2 separate regions of the Sus scrofa genome follow, and region 1 is linked to region 2. Evidence: chromatin contacts called from public HiChIP or PLAC-seq data. All regions are on one chromosome and are shown on one strand. The core of a region is the stretch at or near the end of the contact, and the rest is flanking DNA. Distances in the headings are between cores, read along the strand shown. Region 1 overlaps LOC106506472 (a long non-coding RNA gene). Region 2 overlaps LOC106506472 (a long non-coding RNA gene).

The links. HiChIP or PLAC-seq counts read pairs in DNA pulled down with a chosen protein or histone mark.
Region 1: an H3K27ac HiChIP or PLAC-seq map of alveolar macrophages shows a contact between it and region 2. The contact joins two enhancer-like sites.

The regions. Positions count from the first base shown.
Region 1 is chr16:25,521,676-25,526,955 of Sscrofa11.1, reverse strand. The region is part of intron 1 of LOC106506472 (a long non-coding RNA gene); the gene reads left to right. Among named protein-coding and RNA genes, the nearest start is that of PTGER4, 150 kb to the left of the region's middle. Within about 2 kb of position 2,010, at least 1 of the 83 cell types and tissues checked has an H3K27ac peak or open chromatin away from gene starts, as enhancers often do. A contact at or near this core is called in alveolar macrophages, where this site is marked.
Region 2 is chr16:25,206,001-25,212,092 of Sscrofa11.1, reverse strand. The region is part of intron 2 of LOC106506472 (a long non-coding RNA gene); the gene reads left to right. Among named protein-coding and RNA genes, the nearest start is that of DAB2, 430 kb to the right of the region's middle. Within about 2 kb of position 2,127, at least 1 of the 83 cell types and tissues checked has an H3K27ac peak or open chromatin away from gene starts, as enhancers often do. A contact at or near this core is called in alveolar macrophages, where this site is marked.

The DNA of each region.
Region 1 (5,280 bases), core at 761-3,260, 310 kb before region 2:
GTAGTACAGTGGTTATGGAATGATGTCTGTAAATTGTCAGCTCTCCCCTCCACCACTTCTTGTAAGGTGGTTTTTAGTCAGGTGCTCCTGAGACTTAAACATGCATAGGAATCCTCTGTCAAACTTATTAAAAGGTAGATTTGGAAGCAGTCACCTGAGTGGGGCTTGACATTTAGCATTTCTAACAATCTTCCAAACGATGCTGATGCTTCTGGTTCCTGGAGCACGTTTCTGTGGCTCAGTTTCCTCTTCTACAAAGTAAGGATAAAAGTAGTATTTATATACTTCTTACAATTACTCTGGGGATTAAGTGAATTTATACTACCAAAGTACTTTAAGAGTGCCTGGTATATAATAGCACATAGTAAGTGTTGGCTATTATTATTATCAACCTTCAAATCAAACCCTCAGGAGAGATGCTATTGTTTTCCATTTTCCTAGGGAGAAAATTGAGGGTAGAGAAGTTAAGTGACTTATTCAAGGTCACATCATTTGTCACAGAGTGCAGGGTCTTAATTCATTTATTTTATTCTTTTCGTCTTTTAGGGCTGCACCCATGGCATATAGAGGTTCCCAGGCTAGGGGTCCAATCAGAGCTGTAGCTACCTGCCTATGCCACAGCCACAGCCACGTGGGGTCTGAGCCGCATCATCTGCGACCTACACCATAGCTCACAGCAATGCCAGATCCTTAACCCACTGAGCAAGTCTAGGGATTGAACCCCCTTCCTCATGGATGCTAATCAGGGTCGTTAACCCCTGAGCCACAATGGTGACTCCAGGGGTTTAACTTTAAATGGTAGTTTTTCATGATCTATGCAGGAAGCGGCTGAATAAATTCCTTTGTTTATTACTTTTTTTCGTGACTCCAAAAACCCAAGTTTTAAGCCACTAAGTCCCATTGTAGCGAAAAAGTCACCACAGCTTTATTTAACAGCTTTCTCCGTTGTCTGTTTACTCTCAGGAATTTCTTCCTAAAGGCTGAAAAGCATGCTTCAAGCCCTCAGTGGACACAGAGATGGTCTATAGTTTCCATCTTCTTGTATTGAAAGTTTCTGCTCCTCTTTAAATCATTTGCTTCTTCATTCTTTTTTAGCATGATGTCTTTATCTTTTCACTTACATTAGCTTTCTCATACTGGGGATGGAAATACAGAAATGATTAGGTTCGTTACCTAGGTGAGAAGGGGGGTTTCAAAATATACCATAGGCTTCCTGTCAAGAGTGTGTGTGTTATGAAATGATTTCCCAGGGCCAGTGGCTAGGCTGTGCGCTTGTGACCACTGGTACCTCTGTGGGAGGCCAGGTCAAGAGGAACTGTCTCGTGATTGATTTGTCAGTACAGCTTGGACCTTAGAATTTTTATTGAAGTGTATGCTTTGTACACTTATCATCTGGTAAATCATCTTTGAATTCAAAAGAGCTTAAAAGGAGTGTAGATGACAGTTAGTGAACTAAGATGCTAATGGCTATGTGAATCAACCTTGGCTCAGTGTTTTTGCTCCTTTATGGAAAAAGCAATGACCCAAGCCATTTTTAGAGGCACTAATGTTTTTATGTACTAGAAGAAAAGTGAATTGATATTTCTCATTACTAAAAATATTAATTGTTCGCCTTTTTAATTGAATTAGGCTTGAAAAGCAAATAGAAAATATTGCACTAAAATACAAAGTTGAAGAAAATACCTTATTTATTCTACCCTCAGAAGTGGCTTCCAGAGATAATTTGATAGGACTCATTATCTTTCTGCTCTGGTACACCAAAGCTACTGCTTCTTTCATCTGGAAAGTTAGTTTAATTAGTTTTCTTCTCCAGGTTTTCACCTGAGCAGTTACAAAGTCAATATATGGCAATCAGTATGTTATAGAAGTTTAGGGATTTATTATATTTGGAGAGGAAGAATCTGAAAATGCATCATGTCAGAATTTATTTAAACTAGTTAACAGAAGAGAAATTTGATCTTCCAAAATAGTAGCACTGGGCAAACCATACCAGTAATATAAGGGGAAGTGAACAAATTAGAGAAGTGAGGACTCTTGCTATAAATCTCAGCATATTTACTACAGGTTTCATTTCCCCATATGTTCTTTTTTTTTCTTTTTGCTCTTTTTATTTTTTATGTTTTCTGTTATAGTTGATTTACAATGTTCTGTCAATTTCTACTGTATAGCAAAGTGACCCAGTCATATATGTATGTATGTGTGTGTGTATACGTGTGTGCGTGTGTGTGTGTGTGTGTGTGTGTGTACTTTTCCTCACATTATCCTCCATCATGTTCCATTACAAGTGACTAGATATAGTTCCCTGTGCTATAGCAGATCTCAGTGCTTATCCATTCCAAAGGCAATAGTTTGCATCTATTAACCCCAAATTCCCAGTCCATCCCCTTCCTTCCCCCTCCCCCATGGCAACCACAAGTCTGTTCTCCATGTCCATGATTTTCTTTTCTGTGGAAAGGTTCATTTGTGTCGTATATTAGATTCCATATATAAGTGATATCATATGGTATTTGTCTTTCTCTTTCTTACTTCACTCAGGATGAGTCTCTAGTTCCATCTCATGTTGCTGTAAATGGCATGATTTTATTCTTTTTTATGGCTGAGTAGTATTCCATTTTGTGTGTGTGTGTGTGTGTGTGTGTGTGTGTGTGTGTGTATGACATCTTCTTAATCCATTCACCTGTCAATGGACATTTGGGTTGTTTCCATGTCTTGGCTATTGTGAACAGTGCTGCAGTGAACATATGGGTTCATGTGTCTTTTTTAAGGAAAGTTTTGTTTGGATATATGCCCAAGAGTGGGATTGCTGGGTCATATGATGGTTCTATATTTAGTTGTTGAAATTGTCACTGTATGCAGATAACATGATACTATATATAGAAAACCCTAAGGACTGCATACAGAAACTACTGAAACTGATCAGTGAATTCTGCAACGTAGCAGGATGCAAGATTAACATTCAGAAATTGGTTGCATTTCTGTATACTAACAATGAAATTTTAGAAAAGAATACAAAAATACAATACCTTTTAAAATCATACCTGAAAAAATTAAATACCTAGGCATAAATCTAACCAAGGAGGTGAAAGACTTATATGATGAGAACTATAAACCATTAATCAAAGAAATTAAAGAGGATTAAAAAAATGGAAAGATATTCCATGCTCTTGGGTTGGAAGAATTAATATTGTAACAATGGCCCTGCTACCCAAAGCAATCTACAGAGTTTATGCAATCTCTATCAAATTACCCATGACATTTTTCACAGAACTAGAGCAAACAATCCAAAAATTTATATGGAACCACAAAAGACCCAGAATTGCCAAAGCTATCCTGAGGAACAAAAACCAAGCAGGAGGCATAACTCTCCCAGACTTCAGGCAATATTACAAAGCTACAGTAATCAAGATAGTGTGGTACTGGTACCAAAATAGAGATACAGGCCAATGGAACAGAATAGTGTACCCAGAAATAAACCCAGACACCTATGGTCAATTATTCTTTGACAAAGGAGGCAAGAATATAAAATGGGAAGAAGACAGTCTTTTCAGCAAGTGGTGCTGGGAAAGCTGGACAGCCGCATGTGAATCAGTGAAGCTGGAACACACCCTCACACCATGCACAAAAATAAACTCAAAAGTGGCTTAGAGACTTACATGTAAGACAAGATACCCTCAAACTCCTAGAAGAGAACATAGGCAAAACATTCTCTAACATCAACCATACAAATGTTTTCTTAGGTCAGTCTCCCAGGGCAACAGAAATAAAAGCAAAAATAAACCAATGGGACCCAATCAAACTGACAAACTTTTGCACAGAAATGGAAACCATAAAAAAACCAAAAAGACAACCTACAGAATGGGAGAAAATAGTTTCAAACAATGCAACTGACAAGGGCTTAATCTCTAAAATATACAAGCAACTAATACAACTCAACAGCAAAAAAAAAAAAAAAAAAAAACCAACACCCAGTTGTAAAATGGACAAAAGGCTTGAATAGACATTTCTCAAAAAAGATATACAGATGTCCAACAAGCACATGAAAAAATGCTCAACATCACTGATTATTAGAGAAATGCAAATCAAAACTGCTGTGAGATACCACCTCACACCTGTTAGAATGACCATCATTAATAAGTCCACAAATAACAAATGCTGGAGAGGATGTGGAGAAAAGGTACTCTCCTTCACTGTTGGTGGGGATGTGAATTGGTACAGTCCCCATATATTCTGAAAAAGACATGTTAAGAATGCATGATATTGGTTGTATCTTTGGACTATAAAGAGTAGTTTTTCATAATTTCTACTTCTGATATAATACAGTTGCTCACACTTGCTCATTTATCCATCCATCCATTCCACATGGATGTGTTGCGATTGTACCATGATCCAGCCTTGCTAATGGATTGAATGTGGGGAGTCTGAGAAAGGGAAAAATCAAAGACTGCCTTTAGGATTTTGATTGGATAAGTAAGGTAGTAATGGTAGAGATGCTCATTTATTCAGAGATTGATGGAGAATATATTTCAGAGGCTACTGAGTAGGAAATATGTGTTGGGTTTTGAGGATATTAAGAGGTGTCCTATAGGTGATTGGATGTGCACATTTAGTGTTTGAGTGGTCAAGGATGGTGATTTAGGAGTCATCCTCATATAGACAGAATATGAAGCTCTTGGACTAGATTAGAGCACCTAGGGAGTAGGTGTAATCTTAGATAAGAAGAAGTTCTAGGAATTCCTGTCGTGGCTCAGTGGTTAACAAACCCGACTAACAACCATGAGGACTTGGGTTTGATCCCTGGTCTTGCTCAGTGGGTTAAGGATCCGGCATTGCTGTGAGCTGAGGTGTAGGCCACAGACATGGCTTGGATTCTTTGTTGCTGTGGCTGTGGCTGTGGCTGGCGGCTACAGCTCCAATTTGACCCCTAGCCTGGGAACCTCCATATGCCACAGGTGCGCCCTAAAAAGACAAAAGACAAAATTAAAAAAAAAAAAAAAAAGGAAGAAGGTTTAGACCTGAGGTTTTATACTCCACCATATCATGATTAAGAACAGAAGGATGCTTCTGTGAAGTGGATAGAAAAGGGAAAGACTGTGAAACAGGAAGTAAAATTATAAAATGTGTTGTGCTGGAAGCAAAGAAAAGAAAGTGTTTCAAGGACATGATTAGCTGTGCTTGATGCTGCTGAGAGTTAAAAATGGGGGCCAAGCATTGATAATTGGGTTTGACGATGTGAGTGAATTTAGTGCAGTTGCTGAATTAACATTCTGATTAGAAGGGTTG
Region 2 (6,092 bases), core at 878-3,377:
AGAAGAGTATTAGGCAAGCTAATCCTAGAAAACTCCAGAAAAAAAAAATTGGGGATTAACTTTAAAGAAATGATCAGGAAATCACGTCCTGATCAGAGTTTGCAAGATTTTTCCTCATCTTGTTGAAGCCGCAGCGCTTCCCCCTTTCCATTTATACTGTCCCCCAATTCTTCCACATTTACTATGCTTCATTCCCTTTGTGTAGCTGTTTCATAGGATCTTTTTTCTCTCTGTAGTTTGACTGACTAATGGAAAGGTAATATATGAATCATCTTCAGGAAAATTCACATTTCAAAAGGAAATCTTGAAAAGAAGAATATATATATATATATATATATATATATGTATGACTGGGTCACTTGCTGTACAGCAAAAACTGACACAAGATTGTAAATCAATATACTTGAATAAAATTTTTTTTTTTTGTCTTCTTGCCTTTTCTAGGGCTGCTCCCGCAGCATATGGAGGTTCCCAGGCTAGGGGTCCAATCAGAACTGTAGCCGCCAGCCTATGCCAGAGCCACAGCAATGCAGGATCCAAGCCGCGTCTGCACCCTACGCCACAGCTCATGGCAACGCCAGATCCTTAACCCACTGAGCAAGGCCAGGGATCGAACCCTCAACCTCAGGGTTCCCAGTCGGATTCGCTAACCACTGAGCCACGACGGGAACTCCTAGAATGTTTTTTAAAAAGAAATTTTTTAGTGACAAGCAGATAGAGGACTTTCTTTTGATATGAATTTTCACAAAGCTCCTTGATTTGTTCCACATGTTTCTAAGGCTGACCTTGAATTGTGCTTATAGATGGTAGTGTAAATGCTCCAGTTAAATTTACTTTAATGAAAAGAAAGGAAAGCCAAGGAAAAAAATCCAGCTGAAAATTCACTTTTTTATTTGTAGATTTTAATTTAGTGTTTAACCTTTTGAGTAATTTTTTACCACATGGACTTCAAATTTATTTCTTCCAAATGATATGAATATACTTTAAAATGCATCTTACATCTTAAATTACCTTTTCTTTCTTCTCCATACACAGTGCAGATAATGATATGACTGTGTCAATTTAATTCCTCCCCCAGGCATGGCCTGATGGGTCTTTTCTTCTCTTTAGTCTCTCTTCACCTGCCCTTGTCCCTTATCATGGAATTTCATTGCTAACAGCATTCCCTTGTTTTTAGAAACAGAAGTAATTATAACTAAGCCTATCCATTAAAAAAATCTATTTATAGTGCTGGCAATAAGGTTTAGGGAATAGCTGAGTCACAGAGCCATTGAGAGAAATTTTCTTTGGACATTTCATTTTACCAATTTCCCTCTGTTGGTTTTCCTTACCAGCTACCCGGATGGTGCCCTTGCTGCCCAAACAACATTTTAGGTAAATTTAATTCTTCTACTGATTTTCAGATGTCTTGGCTTTTTCCTTCTTTACTTTTTTTTTTATCCATCTTTGAAAGGTAAGTTCTTGAACATTATTTCCTAAGAGGTATCTACTTATCAAGTCAAGTTCTGCAGGAGAAACTTTTATGTAACAACCTCTAACATCATCGGGACCAGAAAGGCTGATAGCAATTTCCAAGTGATCTTCTGTTTATTTATGTATTTTTTACCTGAAGACTTGATCAAAAATTACTTATGTGCTATGCCTCTCTCTCTCTCTCTCTCTCTCTCTCTCTCTCTCTCTCTCTCTCTCTCTCTCTCTCCTCTTTTCTAGGACTATACCCGCAGCATGTGGAGGTTCCCAGGCTAGGGGTTTAATCAGAGGTGTAGCCACTGGCCTATGCCACAGCCACAGCCAAAGCCACAGCCACAGCCACAGCCAAACAGGATCCGAGCCATGTCTGTGACCTACACCACAGTTCATGGCAATGCCAGATCCTTAACCCACTGAGTGAGGCCAGGGATTGAACCTGCAACCTCACGGTTGCTAGTCAGATTTGTTAACTGCTGAGCCATGACGGAAACTCCTCTCTAGATATTTTTGACTGTAAAAATAATTTCAGCTTCTAAGAGACCTAGATTATGGTTAGCCATCTGAGATCCTAATAAAATACTTATAGGCTGTTCCAGCCTATTATTGTTTCGATAATAGGATGATATTACGAAACCTAACAGTTCAAGTTTAGCCCTGCCACTCCTTACCCTATTCAGATCCTCTTCCTTTACTTCCTTATGTCACATCATTGAGTCACCCTCATCTCAATCAAGCCATAATGAAAAATCTTGAGAAATTTTGCTTCCTTTATTTCTTTTTCTCATTCTATTCAATCCATTGCTGAGTCCACAAGTCTCCTGTTTTCTTGTATCTGTGCTCTCATTTACAATCCCACTGTCATCATCATAATGTAGACTCTCATTTTCTATGGCCAGAAAAATTACGAACTCATCTCTCTGCCTTCAGTTTCTGTTGTACAACAAAGTGACACAATCACATATAGTTCCCTGTGCTGAATAGTAGGAGCCCATTGCCCATCCATTCCAAATGTTACTTACAGTTTGCATCCACCAATCCCAAACTCCCCATCCACCCCACTCCCTCCCTCCTACCCCCTCACTCACCCCTGGCAACCACAAGTCTGTTCTCCATGTCCATGAGCTAATTTTTTTTTTTAGATAGGATCATTTATGTTGTATTCTAGATTCCATATATGAGTGACATCATATGGTATTTGTCTTTCTCTTTCTGACTTACTTCACTTAGTATGAGACTCTCTAGTTGCATCCATGTTGCTAAAAATGGCATTATTTCATTCTTTTTTATGGCTGAGTAGTATTCCATTGTATATATGTACTACTTTAATCCATTTATCTATTGAGGACATTTAGGATGCTTCCATGTCTTGGCTACTGTGAATAGTGCTGGAATGAACATGGGGTGCATGTATCTTTTTGAACTCTAGCTCACCATATAATATCACTTATATGTGGAATCTAAAATATGGCACAAATAAACCTATCTACAAAAAAGAAACAGATTCGCAGACATAGAGAACAGATTTGTGGATGCCAGAGAGGAGGGAATGGGATGTACTGGGAGTTTGGCATTAGTAGATGCAAACTATTACATTTAGGATGGATGAGCAATGAAGCCCTGTGTATAGCACAGGGAACTGTATCCAGTCTCTTGGGATAGAACATGATGAAAAATAATATGAGAAAAAAAAGTATATATATTTATGACTGGGTCACTGTGCCATACAGAAGAAATTGACACAGCATTGTAAATCAACTCTAATTTTAAAAAAAGAAAAAAAATATTCATGCTTACTCATAACAAATTTATTTGTCTCTGGTGAGAGTAATGGCATAGAATAGCTTATCTTTTATTTTGAGACATGTTCACAGATGAATGACTGATATTATGATAAAAATCTAGGCGATGCTATGGTTTCTTAACTTCCTGTGCCTATATAGCACATTGTGTTGTTTAAAGTCTAAAGATATTGTAAAGATATAACATTAATACAAGACTTACTAGGTAGTTTTGTCAAACAATCCTTATTATGTTACCTATATTAATAAAAGCTATAATTAAAATATTTCATATTTCATACTACAGAATGTCTTCTCTTGTTAGGATTTTCATGTGTCTCTAAAACATTGGGCTTTTTCTCAAAATTTTGAGTCCTGTTCCCTTTCCTTCTTGGACTTCTTCATGGATCTTTGCAATTGCTAAGAAATTATAAAAGAATAGAGACCCACCCATAGAATTAAATTCTCCATGATACAGATAGTACCTAAGCCAACACCAGCATATCTCCTCCTTTTTATCTTTTTGTCTTTTTTTTGTTGTTGTTGTTTTGTTGTTTGTTGTTGTATGTTGCTATTTCTTGGGGAGTCCCTCCAATATGGAGGTTCCCAGGATAGGGGTTGAATCGGAGCTGGTAGAGGCCTAACGCCAGAGACAACAGCAACTCAGGATCCGAGCCGGGTCTGCAATAACAACAGTTTCAGTGAACAGGCCAAGCCAGTCATTAACCACTATGGCCAAGGGCAGGACCGAACATAATCTCTGTCCTCAGGTCTGATTCTTAAGCACTTGCATTCGTAACTGGACCATCCACAGGATATGGATGCTAATAATAATAGTATCCTCAGCCTGGATAGGTTTTCCCTGAGTGTATCTCATTATTTTCCAGTGACTGTCGGATCTTACCACTAACCTTTTGGGTGAGTGACTGGACTTCTGTTTATTTAGCTCATAATAAGAACAAAAGCTTAAATTGACTGAGTTCTTACTATGTACTAGGGGCTTCATACCCATAATTTATTTAATAAAGGAAATTTAATAATCTCATTTTATGGAGGAGAAACTGAGGTATTGATATCTTAGTTGCTTGCTCAAAGTCATGTAGCTGTAATGGATGAGCCAGAATTTATACCCATTTCTGTTCTATTTCAAAGCCCAAGCCCATAGTTAACGGTGTAAGATTACTGTGCACAAGGCAGATGTTTAGTAAATGAAATTTTTCTCAAGATACTTGTTAAATTGTTCAATTCATTGCTAGAGCAGATCAGTGAGGATCCAATTTGTTAGTTTGTTTAATACCAACAAAGACAAAAAAGAGTCTCAACAGCATATCTGTTGATTTGAAATAGAACCAGGCAATGAACAAAAGGTTTTTTTTCCCCCAACATTTGTACTAATGAATAAAAGGAAGGTGAAGTATTTATTCAGTCTGGTCAATGATAAGAGACTCATGTTACGAATTAAGAGCACTTCTATTTTTTTCTCAATTAACCATAACTTTTAATATTCTCTGGTTAGAAGGTTATATGGGAAATGGGAAATTAATAAGGCTCATAGCTTTGAGATGATTAATGCAATATTCTGTCCTTTAGCCTATACTTGGTTTTCAAGTAAAGGAAGATGGTATGTCATTGAAAGGGCATGTACAGTTTATCCTTTTCCATCCTTTTTCTCTAGGGCTCTCACTTTCTATATTCACTATATTTCTCAACAACACTTTTGAGTTGACTTTCTATAGCTAAGGATATATAAAGGTAATTATTTTCAACAGTCAAATAAATAGCTCTTGTTCTTTTACCCACCTCCTGCCTCTAGAACCACAAAGGTCTAGACCCATTTCCCAGAGATTCTGATTCATTAAGTGCATGATTTAGAAAATCTCTACTATTGATTTGGTTAAGTGACAAGAACCTCTGGCTAAGAAAATCAGCTCCAGATTTGTGATCCATGCCTCTCTAAAATTCTAAGGAAAATTTTAAAATCCATAAAAATTTGTGTTTTTCTTCGCATTATTCCCAAAACTGTGTGTTCACCATGGACTGCCTTCCCAAGAGTTGAACAGGATGGGGATAAATTATGAACAGACTTTATATCCAGAATTTCTCAGCTCCTAGTGAGTGTTTCACGAACAATTGAGTCCTGGAGAATCCCTTTTATCTGCATAACAGATGTAGAGATAGTGTGTTTTCAAAGCCATTTCTGTACTCATGAACCCAGGGACATGTGTGTGTGTGTGTGTGTGTGTGTGTGTGTGTGTGTGTGTATTAGTTTACTAGGGCTGGAGTAGCAAATGATGACTTAAAACAACGTAAACCTATTCTATGTTCTAAAAGCCAGAAGTCTGAAATCAGGGTGTTTTCAAGGCTCTACCCTCTATAGACTCGCCAGTGGTGGTGGTGATGGTGGGAGACCCTTCTCCTAGCTTGGTGGATGCTCAGGATTTCTTGGCTTGTGGTCATATCACTCCAATCCCTCCTCCATCTCCTTTGTATGTATGGCCTCTCCTATGTGTGTTTTTAACTCTGTGCCTATCTTTTAAGGACAGTTGACCCACCTAGGTAATCCTGGATAAATTCCTTACCTCAAGAGCTTTCATTTAATCACATCTTTTGCTAGATAAGGTAATATTCACTCTTTTGTCACATAATATTCATAGATTTCAGGGATTGGAAAGTGCGTGTATTTTTAAGAAGTCATTTTTTTTCAGCCAACCACAGTCACTCTTATGACCAGTTATCCTACCCAGAGAGTCTGAATGACTATATTTCTCTTCAAATTTCTGTGTAAGTCAAATAAACTGCATTTCATAAAAAGTAAAAACTTGGATTGATCCTAGGATGTTAATT